2 separate regions of the Columba livia genome follow, and region 1 is linked to region 2. The links are chromatin contacts, called in public Hi-C maps. All regions are on one chromosome and are shown on one strand. Each heading gives the region's core, a stretch centred on a gene start, on an enhancer-like site or on the middle of the called end of the contact. The rest is flanking DNA. Distances are from core to core; before and after follow the strand shown. Region 1 has its middle 30 kb from the start of TOMM20. Region 2 has its middle 80 kb from the start of IRF2BP2.

What was found. Hi-C and Micro-C count contacts between places; a contact is called where the count stands out from the background.
Region 1: a contact with region 2 is called in a Hi-C map of liver, with 2.1 times the contacts expected there. The contact joins two enhancer-like sites. A contact is called at or near these places in 2 of 2 Hi-C or Micro-C datasets (crop and liver).

What each region holds. Positions count from the first base shown.
Region 1 is chr3:78,905,186-78,910,879 of bColLiv1.pat.W.v2, reverse strand. No RefSeq gene overlaps it. Among named protein-coding and RNA genes, the nearest start is that of TOMM20, 30 kb to the left of the region's middle. Within about 2 kb of position 3,514, at least 1 of the 3 cell types and tissues checked has an H3K27ac peak away from gene starts, as active enhancers do.
Region 2 is chr3:78,818,732-78,824,748 of bColLiv1.pat.W.v2, reverse strand. No RefSeq gene overlaps it. Among named protein-coding and RNA genes, the nearest start is that of IRF2BP2, 80 kb to the right of the region's middle. Within about 2 kb of position 1,263, at least 3 of the 3 cell types and tissues checked have an H3K27ac peak away from gene starts, as active enhancers do.

The sequences.
Region 1 (5,694 bases), core at 2,265-4,764, 84 kb before region 2:
CAGGACCAGCAGGTCTCTGTCCTGCAGACAGCTCTGAACACGGTTCTGCTCACTGGACCCATGGTGCTCAGTCCAGCACAGCCTTATGTCCACGTGTCCCTGCGACTGAGCTCAGGCCAGCAGTCCATGTCTCTGCCAGTGCCTTCACTAGGTCAGCATGGTTCTCCTGTTCCTGGTGCAAGGTGCTCCCAGAGCTGCTGGCCTTCTGCCCCCTCCGCTTTAATAAGAATTCTTGCTGAATCGACGTCTGCAGTGAAGGCTTATAGTGGCTGCCAACTGACCGTGTAAGGCCTCCAGAATGGCAGCTGCTGAGAAACGGCTGCCATGCGTAGGAGGTCATGGCAGACCTTCTCCATGCCCGTGCATGGGAAGAGTTTTGCAGCTCTTACCAGTTGAAGGTGGAGTCAGCTATAACCTGACTTACCTTCCTTGGCATTTTGAAGTCTGGTGAAACATGATGCATAATGACACTTGTTCTGCCTTTGCAAGTAGGAGACTGCTTTTATGCCGAAGTGTCTCATCGGTGAACCTCACCTCAATGCAGAGTGCTTATTCAGATGTAACCATGAAAATGAGGGCTGGCTAAATAATGCCTCCAACTGAAAGGATCCACTGAAGCTCATTATAATGATCTTAATGACTTCCAATTCAGCTGTGTCTGTGATACCAGAGTGCAAAGATAATTAATGGAAGTGCTAAATACTATTATTATTTTATATTAGTGACAGGGTGGGGGTGACACCTGGCGAGTCCTTCCTCCATCTGGCCTAGAGAGGAATGAGGGTTCCCCCTTTCCCTCCACCCTCTCAAGCCTGGGAATGATGGACTGTGCAGGCAAGGTGGAGCCAGCACTCCGTTCTCCCTTGCAGCTGCAGCAACCTTGGCTCTTACTTTGCATCCCTGGTGTCAGGAGGTGGCTCCTTTGCACAACAGGAGATTTGGTGCACATGCAGCAAACTGGGAGAACGGAGAAATGCCCCCACACCACCCTTCCTGCCGCTGTCTTGGCAGCAGAGGAAGCAAACATGCTGTCTTGCTCTGTCCCCTGCTGTTTTTTCTGGTCTTTCCCTCAGTTTGCTCTGTCTCTGCTGTGGCCCTCTGGTACTACCTGATGTTGGATTTTCCCTTCATGCTCTCTCCATACCTGTTTGATCTCAGCTGGGCCCCACCAGTACAAGCACTCCCTCGGCTTGCACAGGATTTCTGTTTCTTCTGTGCTGGCGGATCAGACTCTGAGGACGAGGAGGGAGGCACTTGAACCTGGCCTTGAGTGGGGTCCTGGACCAGATGACCTCCTCAGGTCCCTTCCAGCCTCAATTATTCTGTGATTTGGGGACCCTGGCTCGCTACTGACATTGTTCTAGGCCAGGAAAGTGCTAACCCTTTGACCCTTGAGGAGATTTTAAAGAAACAGTGATAACTCACGTGGTTAACAATTTGCTGTCTGACTTTTGTGTAGGGCCCAACAGACGCCTCGATCGGCAGGAACCCTGCGTGCTGCCAGGGTCTGTACAGCAAAGCCGCAGTCACCAGCCCTCCTGGGTCACAGGTGAAGTGGTGAGAGCACATTCGCTTAGCTCTGCTCACTGACCGTGCCAGCCTGCGCCGGGAGAAACCTGTGCCACAGTGATTCAGACTCAAATGATTACTTGACCCAAAGGAAGGCCTGATGATACGCTGAGGCAGGGACACACCAGCAGTGATTTTAAGGTGATTCACTGCCTGTGCCCTGCCATTCAAAACATCCTCTGTATTGCACAGGCAGAGCCGTTCACAGAGGCTGCAATGAGGAAGTGATATTTGCACCTTTAGCTGCCGCCTTCTCACTGAACCTTTCAGCCTCTGGCATGGTGCTTGTCTTCCCTGGGTCATGCTGACACTGAGAGGTTTGCTGGCAGGAGGCAGCTCCCTGACGCTGCCGTGTGACTACAGCCTGGCACCTCCTGCTGATGATGTCCAAATCAGTTTGGCCAAAAGTGTGGTGCAGCCAGGCATGCTGGTGTCCTCCCAGCACCGTCCTGTGCCATGTGGAAGCACATCATTGGACTTTGATGCTAAACTGAGGGGCAGGTTGGAACTCAGAGTCAAAGTCCTTTAATTCTCTGTGCTCCAGCCTGTAATTTGCACATCATTCTTCAAAACTCTTGTAAATTCTTTGCACTGCTGTTCCCACTTCCATTTTTCATGCTGTCAGAAATGTGGAGCTCACACAGCCCAGACTGCTGCTGTGTTTCCTTTATAGAGGGGCACAGAGCCTACTGTCTTTTTTCATTTCTCACACTGCTGTCTATACTTTCCTTTTTCCTGTTCCACCCACCTTTTTGTCCTTCTCTCTTCCCCTCCTCCAGATTTTCTCCTGCCAGATACGTGCATTCGTATGGTTTCACCGAAGTGGTCTGAGTGCACTGACTACATCTATCTTGTCATGCCAAATGCTTCCCAAAGCGCTGATATTAGTGCATGCAGAGCAGGGAAGTCCTCGCACCTGGGAAGTACCATTTTTCCTGACCCAGGAACTGATGGTGCTTGTGGCAGTGTGCTGGAGGCACTGGTAAGATCTGACGCATGGAAAGTTCACTCGTGTTGGCTGGGACTCACAGGTGTGTTGGGGCTAATAATGCACATGGCTTGTATTGTGCTTTCCCTGAAGCTAAGTTGAGCAACGTGTTAGTTAACAAGTTAGGCATTACTCAGAGCTCCTAAACCTCGTGTTTTGCCAGTGACAAAGTTGCGAACTTGTAGTACAATACTCATGACATTTTCTGTGTAGTGTAATGGCCAAGCTCCAGCAGAGTTGTGCTCCAGCCTCTTCATCTGACAGTTCTGCCTGGACTTTTTTCAAATTTAAGTCTTCAGCTGTCATGCACTCTTGCCAGCTATCCTATATGTCTAAATAAGTAGGTGAACTATGTCTGGAAATAATCTATCTTTCTGACGAATTTAGCCCTTTCTTCCTGTGAGTGAACTGTCTTCAGACTGTCTTTCAAATCTATTTTATGTGCAGTAGTATTATTTGTGCTTTGCTTAAATGTGTGTTAGCTATGAGTTCTCTGTGTGCTCCTGGATGTAACTGTGGTTTTAAGTACCCACTGCTGGTTATTCATAGCACACATTTAGTCATTTAACAAACGCGGTATTAGTTCTGCTCTCTAAGTGGATGACTAATACTCTTATAAATAGGAGGAATGTGATCTGAAAGGTCACGTGACTGTTCCCAGTGTGAACATATCCCTAAACTATGAGACTTCTCATTCCAGGAGCGTGCTTGCAAAAAAGAAAATGCTGAGTATCAGAAAGAAGGAAAAGGGTTCAAACCCCATTCAAGCAATTTTTCTGCTTTAACTCAAACAATTTGCAATTGTTTGTTGAGTTTTGCATTGCAAAATATTTTTGCAATGTTTGCTTTTCTTTGCAATTTCTCCTGACCTGCTTGGGAACGTAGGAATTGCCTCATTGGAACAGTCCTGATCTCTCTCCCATGTCAGTGCCCTCTGTTGGAACATAACAGGACCTAGATGTTTCTTATATCTACCTTTAAATTTCTCCCTAACCTCTTTCGTGTCCCATTGGAAAGCAGGACAATGCTTAACAATGGATTCCAAAGAAAATTAGAAAACTGTGTGGTGCCAGTTTCTGCACTGCCTGTAAACCACCAGCTTTCCTCAGCTCAGTGCCATTGGGAGAAGATGCTGTGCCCCAGGCTCGCTGAAGGTATGTCTGTAGCACAAGCTTAGCCCGGGATTGAGCCCAGTCTATCTTCATGGACTGCCTGTTTGGTCAATTTAAGTCCTCCTGGACTGTGTTCAGAAACCATTTGGGAGAGTGCTGGTTGGCCTGGGCCAAAACTGTACCTGGGACCACACAAAGAGCTGGAAGGTTGGATGTTTGAGCTCCCCCTCTCTTGTCCTGATTCATTGGCTTGATTTTCTGCTCTAGATGCTGCCAGTCTGGCTGTTGTCAGGCAAGTTACCTAATGCGTGATATAAGAAAGAGAAGACTCTTCCAGCTTCATTTCTAGCCTTTGTCCCTTTGTGCCCTCTCTCAGATGGGGTAAGAGTGCATCCTCACCTTCAGAGTAGTGAGGCTGCCAGAACTGGATACATTGGGAAGGTGGGGTGTGGTACAGGTGAAAGTCCAAATTCACTGCAATGGTTTATAGAAATTTGATTCAGTGAAGAGTTGGGCCTATGGTATACACATGCCATTAAGATGGTACGCTCAGATCACAGACCTAGCACATGCCATAAAGATGTTACGCTCAGATCACAGACCTATCAGAATGTTGTCCATGCTTATTATACAGTTACAGAATGCATTAACGTTAAAATATGTGGGCTAAAAGCAATCAGTGCCCTATATTTTCTTCCTGCCAGCCTTTGTCTTGACTTCAGGTTGCAGATTAGAAAGGACAGCTGAGGATCCGGGTGCCCCCAAGCAGTCTATACACAGTCAAGAAGTCCTAGAGATTTGATAGACTATACATGATGTTTCTGCCTGAGCACACGACATGTTTCCTAACTTCGGTGGTCTCAGAGGTTTGATTTCAGTGGAAGATAGTATATAGAAATTAAACATGATTGAGAAGTGCATATGCAGGGCTTATGGAACAGTGTGCGTGTCTGCATGTGCGTGCATTAAAATAACAGGGCAAAGGTGACTGCAATGTATTATTTACCTGCTGGCTCAGATTTATCTGCCTGCCTTAGAGACTGCTGGCTCTTGTCTCTCAGATTTTGTTCCTAGAGAAAATTTCAGTGCAAGGCACTGTGTTTGAGGGCGCTTTCCTATGGTTGGCTTTGGGGGGGCTGAGTGGTGCATTTAAACTGAAATAAAATGTTCCACTCCGGTTTCTTTGGATGTGCCGACATTTGCTTGCTTGTGGGTGCTTCTGAATTTCCCCCTCTCCCTTGGTCAGTAACAGAAGCGTTTTTCTTATTGATGGCAAGTAGGTAGTAGTGGTGGGGACAGGTCTTGTTTGTGGCTACTGGCCAGCTGACTATGGACAGTGATAAAAACACAGAAAAATATGAGAGAAAGGAATGAATAGTGTAATTACACCTGATAAGTATCAGCATGGCAATACAAGTGCTATATACGTATTCAAAACCTACACATAAACACATAAACAAAAATATTCAAGACATGGAATCAGGTTCTTCCAGAGAGCAGCCACAATTCTATAAAGAAACAAGAAAGGTTGTTTGGGTTTTTTTTTATACTGTAGTGCTGTCAGTCAGACCCTCCCTTGCCTGCACCTGGGAGAAGAGTGTGTTAAGTGTGAGCAGAATACCTGATCTGATCGTAACCAGCATGGCAGACACCTGTGCAGCACCTCACTGCAGCACCTTCCTGTGCCGGCTGAGTGCCAGGGGAACACATCACGACCAGTCAAAAGCAAACCTAGTTACACTAGATCTTGAGCAAGGTCCTCAGAGGTGACTGTTAGAAAAATGCACCTACACATTCCAGATAGATCTTTTTTCAGCACTGTTCAAATCTTGCTCTCTACACCTGGACAAATGCAAACCTGGTTTTTCATGTTGCGGGGTAGTTTCACTTCTGAACAGGAGCCATTTTGCAAAGGAGGAAGGAGAAGCACCAATCCTGCTCCCAAGCTGCCACCTCTCTCCTGGGGTTCAAGAAAACCAGAAAGCAAGCCCCCAAATCCTTTTTCTTTTTCACAGTGACACAACG
Region 2 (6,017 bases), core at 14-2,513:
GTCTCAGCATTGAATGGCCAGGAGCCACGGGATGGCTGAGGTGCGAGTCTGGTGAGGAGGGACTTGCTGGAGTGGTAAGCAAGGTTGGGGGAGACGGGTGGTCCTGGGCAGCAGGGAGCTGCGAAGAAAACGGATTTGGAGGAAGGCATAGATAACTCAGGACCTCATTCTAGACACTCTGGATGGGCCTCCCCGAGCCCTGCAGAGAGGCAGGTGAAGGCTGGGAGCTTCTCTTGGCTGTTGCTTGGGCTTCAGGAAAGTTGCTTTGCAGGCAAACATGAAGCCCCGTGTGGGTTCCAAGTACAGTGCCCAGCTCCCCCGGGCAGCATGCTTCCTCCCCTCTTCTTCCTCCTCTGCCTTTTGCTTCTGTCTGCTCTCCAGGGCTGGGAGCAATTTGGTCAAGACTGCTTTCAGTGAAGTGTTTGCTAAACTTTGTCTCAGAGAAGGACAAGCCTGTCTCATCAGCTGGAGCCTTTGGCCACTGTTATGGTAAAAATAAAATCAGTTTCCATCAGCATCTGCAGGAGCGCTCACTCATGCCCAAGGGGACTCTGAGCTTGGCATAGCTGTTTTCTGGTCTTGTCTGTGCCTGAATCGCTGTGGATGTCCATCCTCCTGTACCTGCTCAGGTTAAGTGGATGGATGACAGGGCTCAGTGGGGCTTCGCCCCAACAGAACAGCCAGATGTCTGAAAGCAAGCTCCCCAGGAGGCTTTTCTAAGACTCAGCATCCAACGTGGAAGGTGCCTCCCAGGTACCAGCCCCCAGTTTAGAAATTCAGCGTGCTGTGCTGACCAGGCCCTGCTTAAATATGTCCTGATTAATTAAGTGTTAGCCCGTTTACATCAGCCCTCCAGCCCACTTGTCCGCTGCACAGAAAATTACCCCTTGATGCTGCGGGAAAGAAAGACGCCTCTTGCTGTTTGGCCGACTCCAGGCTGAATCAGCTGGCCAGGTGCACAGCCGATTTCCATTGCTGCTTTGAAGCTGAGAAGTATTTTGAAAATAATAGAGCCTTTAGCCCTGTAAATAAAAGCCATTTATCTTAGGATGAAAAAGTGCTGGCATGGAAAAATTCCAATGCTATGAAAGTCTCTTTTCCTGAATGTCTTGGATACTTGCTGGATTAGGTTCACTGGTATGGAGCTTGGAGTTATGAATGTCTCTTTTACAGAAAAGAGCTGCAGAAGGAAAAGGCAAGCACTAGCATGCCTGTAAGTGGGACAGAGCGAAATTCTCTGTGGACTAGCCGTTTCTGAGATTGCTTTTAGAGGTACGGTCAGTATTGCAGCAGCGAACTGAGGTGGCAGTAAATACCCTATCGTAATCATAGCCGTTACTGTTTCCCAAGGGTACGGTATCAGCAGAACACCTTATATAAACAAAAGTGAAGCACTGTTGGCTTTGCTCCGCACGGCTGTTTAATAACACTTTGTGCTCCATACGGAAAGTGTCAGAATGTTTTATAGATGCTAATTAAATTTGCCTCACGATGCTCTTGTGAGGTGAGGATGTGTTCTTAGCCCTCTCCTTGGGCTGAGCATGTATGCAGCGCAGGACTCCCAGCTGCATGGGGTGCACACGCCTGTGCTTCCCACCAGGAGACACCCTGGTGGAATGGGACCTTCTGCAGCACCTGGTCTGCTCCACCGCCACCTCCCTGGCTGGTTTCTCCCACCTGGCACTGTGGGTGGGCGTGGGAGGAGGTGGCAGTGGTGGTGAGCACGCTGCTCTGTCACCCCCCGGCAAAGCACAGGCTTTCTCCTCAGTCAGAATGGTCTTCCACCACCCAAGGTCTGATAAGCAGAGGCAGAAAACTCAGGTCCTCCTCTCAGGTCACCCAGGGTGTCTCTGATGCATTTCAGGACCTTGTGCCAGCTTGCAGTGAATGAGTTCCAGGACTTTTCTTACATGGTCAGAGACTCCAAATAGCAGTAGTGGGGATACTGGCACGGAGTGCTCTCGCTTGCATTGTGCATGCCTCTGATATCTTTGTGTGAAAGATGGGATGTTTGCTGCAGTTTTGCAATGATCCTGCCCTTCTCATGCACAGTAGCCCCAGTTTTGTCACAGACATCAGTGCTGGCCCCAGGGATGATATTGGATCTACCACTGATGCTTTGCTTTAAATAGATCCTAAGCAAACCTCCCTGTTTGTTTTTCTTGACATGGTACTGACTAGTGCTTTCCAAGAAACAAGGAAAAAAAGCTGATTCACAGTGGTAACTTTGACTCCATCTGGCAAAAGCAAACTGATCTAAATGAGAAAGGCACAGCCATGAAGAGGAAAAGTAAATGGGTCACTGCGAGAAGCAGCCTGTTCCTTCTGACCTAGCAGCTGCAAGTTACAAAATCTCACTGGTGCTTGGTTAGAAGACCCCTCCATTTTAGGATTTGCTCTGTCACAAGAATTCTAAAGGGCTTTCCAGGTACATGGGATCTGCATATGGAGTTTCATAATGGATTTCATAAATTTTGCTGCTCTGCTAGATTATTTTGCTTCCAAACCACCATTTGCTTTTCTGGTTTGCATGGCCCATGAAGCTGGTAGGCTTGTTCCTGTTGCAGGGGCGAATTTCTGACAGAATGGCCTGGGGAACAGAAGGGGACGTGCTGGTTGCCCCACTTCTCACCCTCCAGAGTGTGCTGTACTCCCCCTCTGGAGGCTGCAGGGTTCTGGTGGCCCAGAAGCTCAGAGAAAAGGCTGAGACCTTCTTCCAAGCAGGGCACTGGTGAGGACACTTGTTTTAGGGCTCTCTGGTGGGAGGTCTGGACTTAGGAGAGGCTCAAAGTGGTACCCTGGAGGTCTGCACCTCCTACACTGGACAGGGGACCTACTGTGCATCCTGGGGAAAGAAACTTGTGGGAGCCCCTCAGAGCCTTTCCTATCCTCTCTTTTGCTGTGCCAGTGTCTTCTGGCTGGAAGTTCAGCCATCAGGAGCCAAGAAATCATCCTGGCTGTGCAGTACTAACACACAGGCCATTGAAAATGGTCCCAGTGATTCAGAGTGAAGGAAAAACACTGTGCTCGGGCTTGGGTCCCTGTTATGAAACAAAATGATGAAAACAGGACTTTTTAGCATAGTCTCTAAAATCCGACTCCTCTGTGTTCTCCTAAAGGTTTGCTGGCTGGTGTCTGCCTGCAGTGCTGCCTGTGCTCTGTGGGGCCACAGGGCTCTCCACCTGGCTGCCCTTGGCCAGCATTCGGCTGCCAGAGTGCAGCTGCTGGAGCAAGAGGCAAATCCCAGTGCTCAGGGCTTCAGCCTCAGTGAGTCACCAGTGCTTGGCCAGTGGTGAGCTCAAGCTGCAGCATTTCGGTAGACCTTTCTGAGCCTCTCCCTCTGACCACCCACAGGTGCTTGAAGATGTGGTCTGGTTTGCCTGGGAATGGGTGTTCGGGCTGGGTTATTCTACCAGCAGGAAGCTGACTTGGGAAGTCTTCATGTGAACAGCTGTGATCTGCTCAGGTTTAGATCTGAGTCAGGGGGAGTCCAGGTGGGCATTACTGCTGCTGGTTGCAGCCACGCTGGGAGAGGCAACAGCACACGGAGATGCAGTGAGGGCTCCAGGTGATCTTCCCTCTCCCTCAGCTGGAGGTCTGAACTGGCCTCTCCATCCCTTTGTGAAGTGGCCACTCTGAGTAGTCCACATCTAAGTCCATGAACTTTGCTTAAGGAAGAGGTGGAAATCTAGTCTTAGGGAGAACACTGTGCTTCAGAGGTAATTATTTTCATGGCAGGCAGAGCCAAACCCGATATTGCAACACATGCTGAAACATGGATGTACTTGATGGCTTCATCAGGTCTGGATCTAAATTTTGTGACTGGCCCTGTCTTAATGTCTAGCTGGACTGCATGCTCCCAAAATCCAAACTATCTACCTCCTAAAGCTCTCCCTCTGCAGAGAAATTGCCAAACAGTATTACCTATACACAGCTCATCAGGTGGGCTTCTCATTGTAGAGGTGGTGAAAAATGCAGTTTAGTTTTATTTTAACACTATGTTCACACATCTTATTAGGCATACAAGAATTGCGCGAGAGAGCTCAGGCCAGGTTTCATTGTCCTTGCCAGCCAGTGAGCCGGGGAGCATGAGCCCCCCAGACAGGCTCTGCCATGTTGACCCTCCCCTTCCCTGCCTGCTTCTAATTAGAGCTCAGCTTCAGCCGTGAAACTTGAGTCTGAGGGCCACTTCTACAAACCGCCTGTTATCATGACATATAACTTTGGCAAGAGTAGGCAGTCTTGATGTGTAGGTAGAAATCCCATCCTCATTTAAACGGACCACTGGCCTTTTCTAACACTGCTTAGAATTTGGGCTTTTTATCGTCAGAATGATAAGGCTCTGGTACTTCCCGCTTGGATTTTTCTCCTGCTTGTAGTGCCTGGAATAAGTGTTAACAGTTTATTGATGGAAATGATAATTAGGGGATTTGTCATAAGAAATGTGCATGAACTTTTCAAGCTGTCATTCAAAAAAAGATTTTTTACAGTCAACTCTTGATTATCTGTGGGTGTATTATCTGAGCTGCAGATTAGATGTGCAATGTTTAAAAAATACCAGAACTGAAGTGTAATGCACAATGTTTTTTCTTTTTTATTTATAACCTCACACTGCATCTTAAACTTGTTTTTTTGAAGGTAAAGGTATTAAAGCACTACATTTCTGGGGCCTTATTTACATGTATTTTTTATTATTTATTTTGCTTTTCTTTCCTTGCCCTCATTACTCCGGATACTGAGAGCAGAGCAGATCAGATTATAGCATCTGTGGGGGAGGGCAGGTGACATGGTAACCTTTCCCCAGCTGTTTTCTTCTTGTGCTGCCTGAGAGTTTCTGCAGCATGATGCTGCACAGCCAGACGGGGTGGAGAGGAAGAGGGAGTGCTCTGCCGTGAGGAAAAAAACAAACAGTCTATACCTGAAAGAACATGAGTGAGTGACAAACAGCTGAAAGAGAAGGGATGTCTTAGAAACCATTTGTCAGGCTGGAGAAGCAGCGGCTTGTTAAAAACATGCCTGTTCAGTGAAAAGGATGAATTGACAGATGAAGGCTCAGTGCAAATTCAGCTGCCATCACTTCAAAAGCCCTCGTAGCTGAATCAGCAAATTTATGTTTCTGTACATAATGGATGCAGCCAGTGTGCCATTACGATGCCCACAACAAGAATTGCGTTAAGCTCCTTAAATTAGCTGTTTATGATAGTCACTCTCTATAGCTGTAGCTTGTTTTCCCCTTGGCCTCCTTGTCTTCTCCCACCTCTTGTTTTTGCAGCCCTGGGAACAGCTGCCTAAGCAAGGATTTTGGGGAGGGATTGGTACTGCCTCAGTGCTACCCATGCCAAGATTTTGAGCCATGCCTTTCACACTCCTTGGCCTGTGCCGTGCCCGCAAGTCCCACTGATCTGTGCCGGTGCTGCTTGAACCCACCGCTAGCCAGGGGCCGGGGTCTGGCAGCATCGATGGACTGACTTGCCTGGCCCTGACATGCAGGAGCACAGAGCCAGGGCGCCAGGTGCTTTCTCCCCACACTCATCCCTGCTTCTTCCTTGCTATTTCCTTGCCATCTCTGCTGCCTGAAACACCGTTCCTCTGCCACTGCCTCTTCCCAAGGGTCCCTGTGTCTCCCCAGCCCAGAGCTGCTGCCCTGCTCTCCTCCCCATGTGCTGTGACCTGGGCTACGTACTCCTGCCTGGCTTAGCTCCATCCCTGTCAGTGTTGGGTACAGCTAGTGCTAGAGAAGGACACAAATCAACCCCACCCAGGCATCGGCAACATTTGGGTCCAGATCCCTGGTTTGAATAAAAAGCTCTCTAAGAAGTGACACCTGTTTTGGTTTTGTGGTTTTGTTTTGGTTTTTGTTGTTGTTGTTGTTTGTTTGTTTTGGGTTTTTTGTGTGTGTTTTTTTTTAGTGTTGCTTGGGGAGTTTGAAATTAGCTCAGGATTTTCACAAAAACAAGTAATGCTGAATAAAGTATTATGGAATGATTGTCAACATTAATCCAAAACCTACTGCCCTA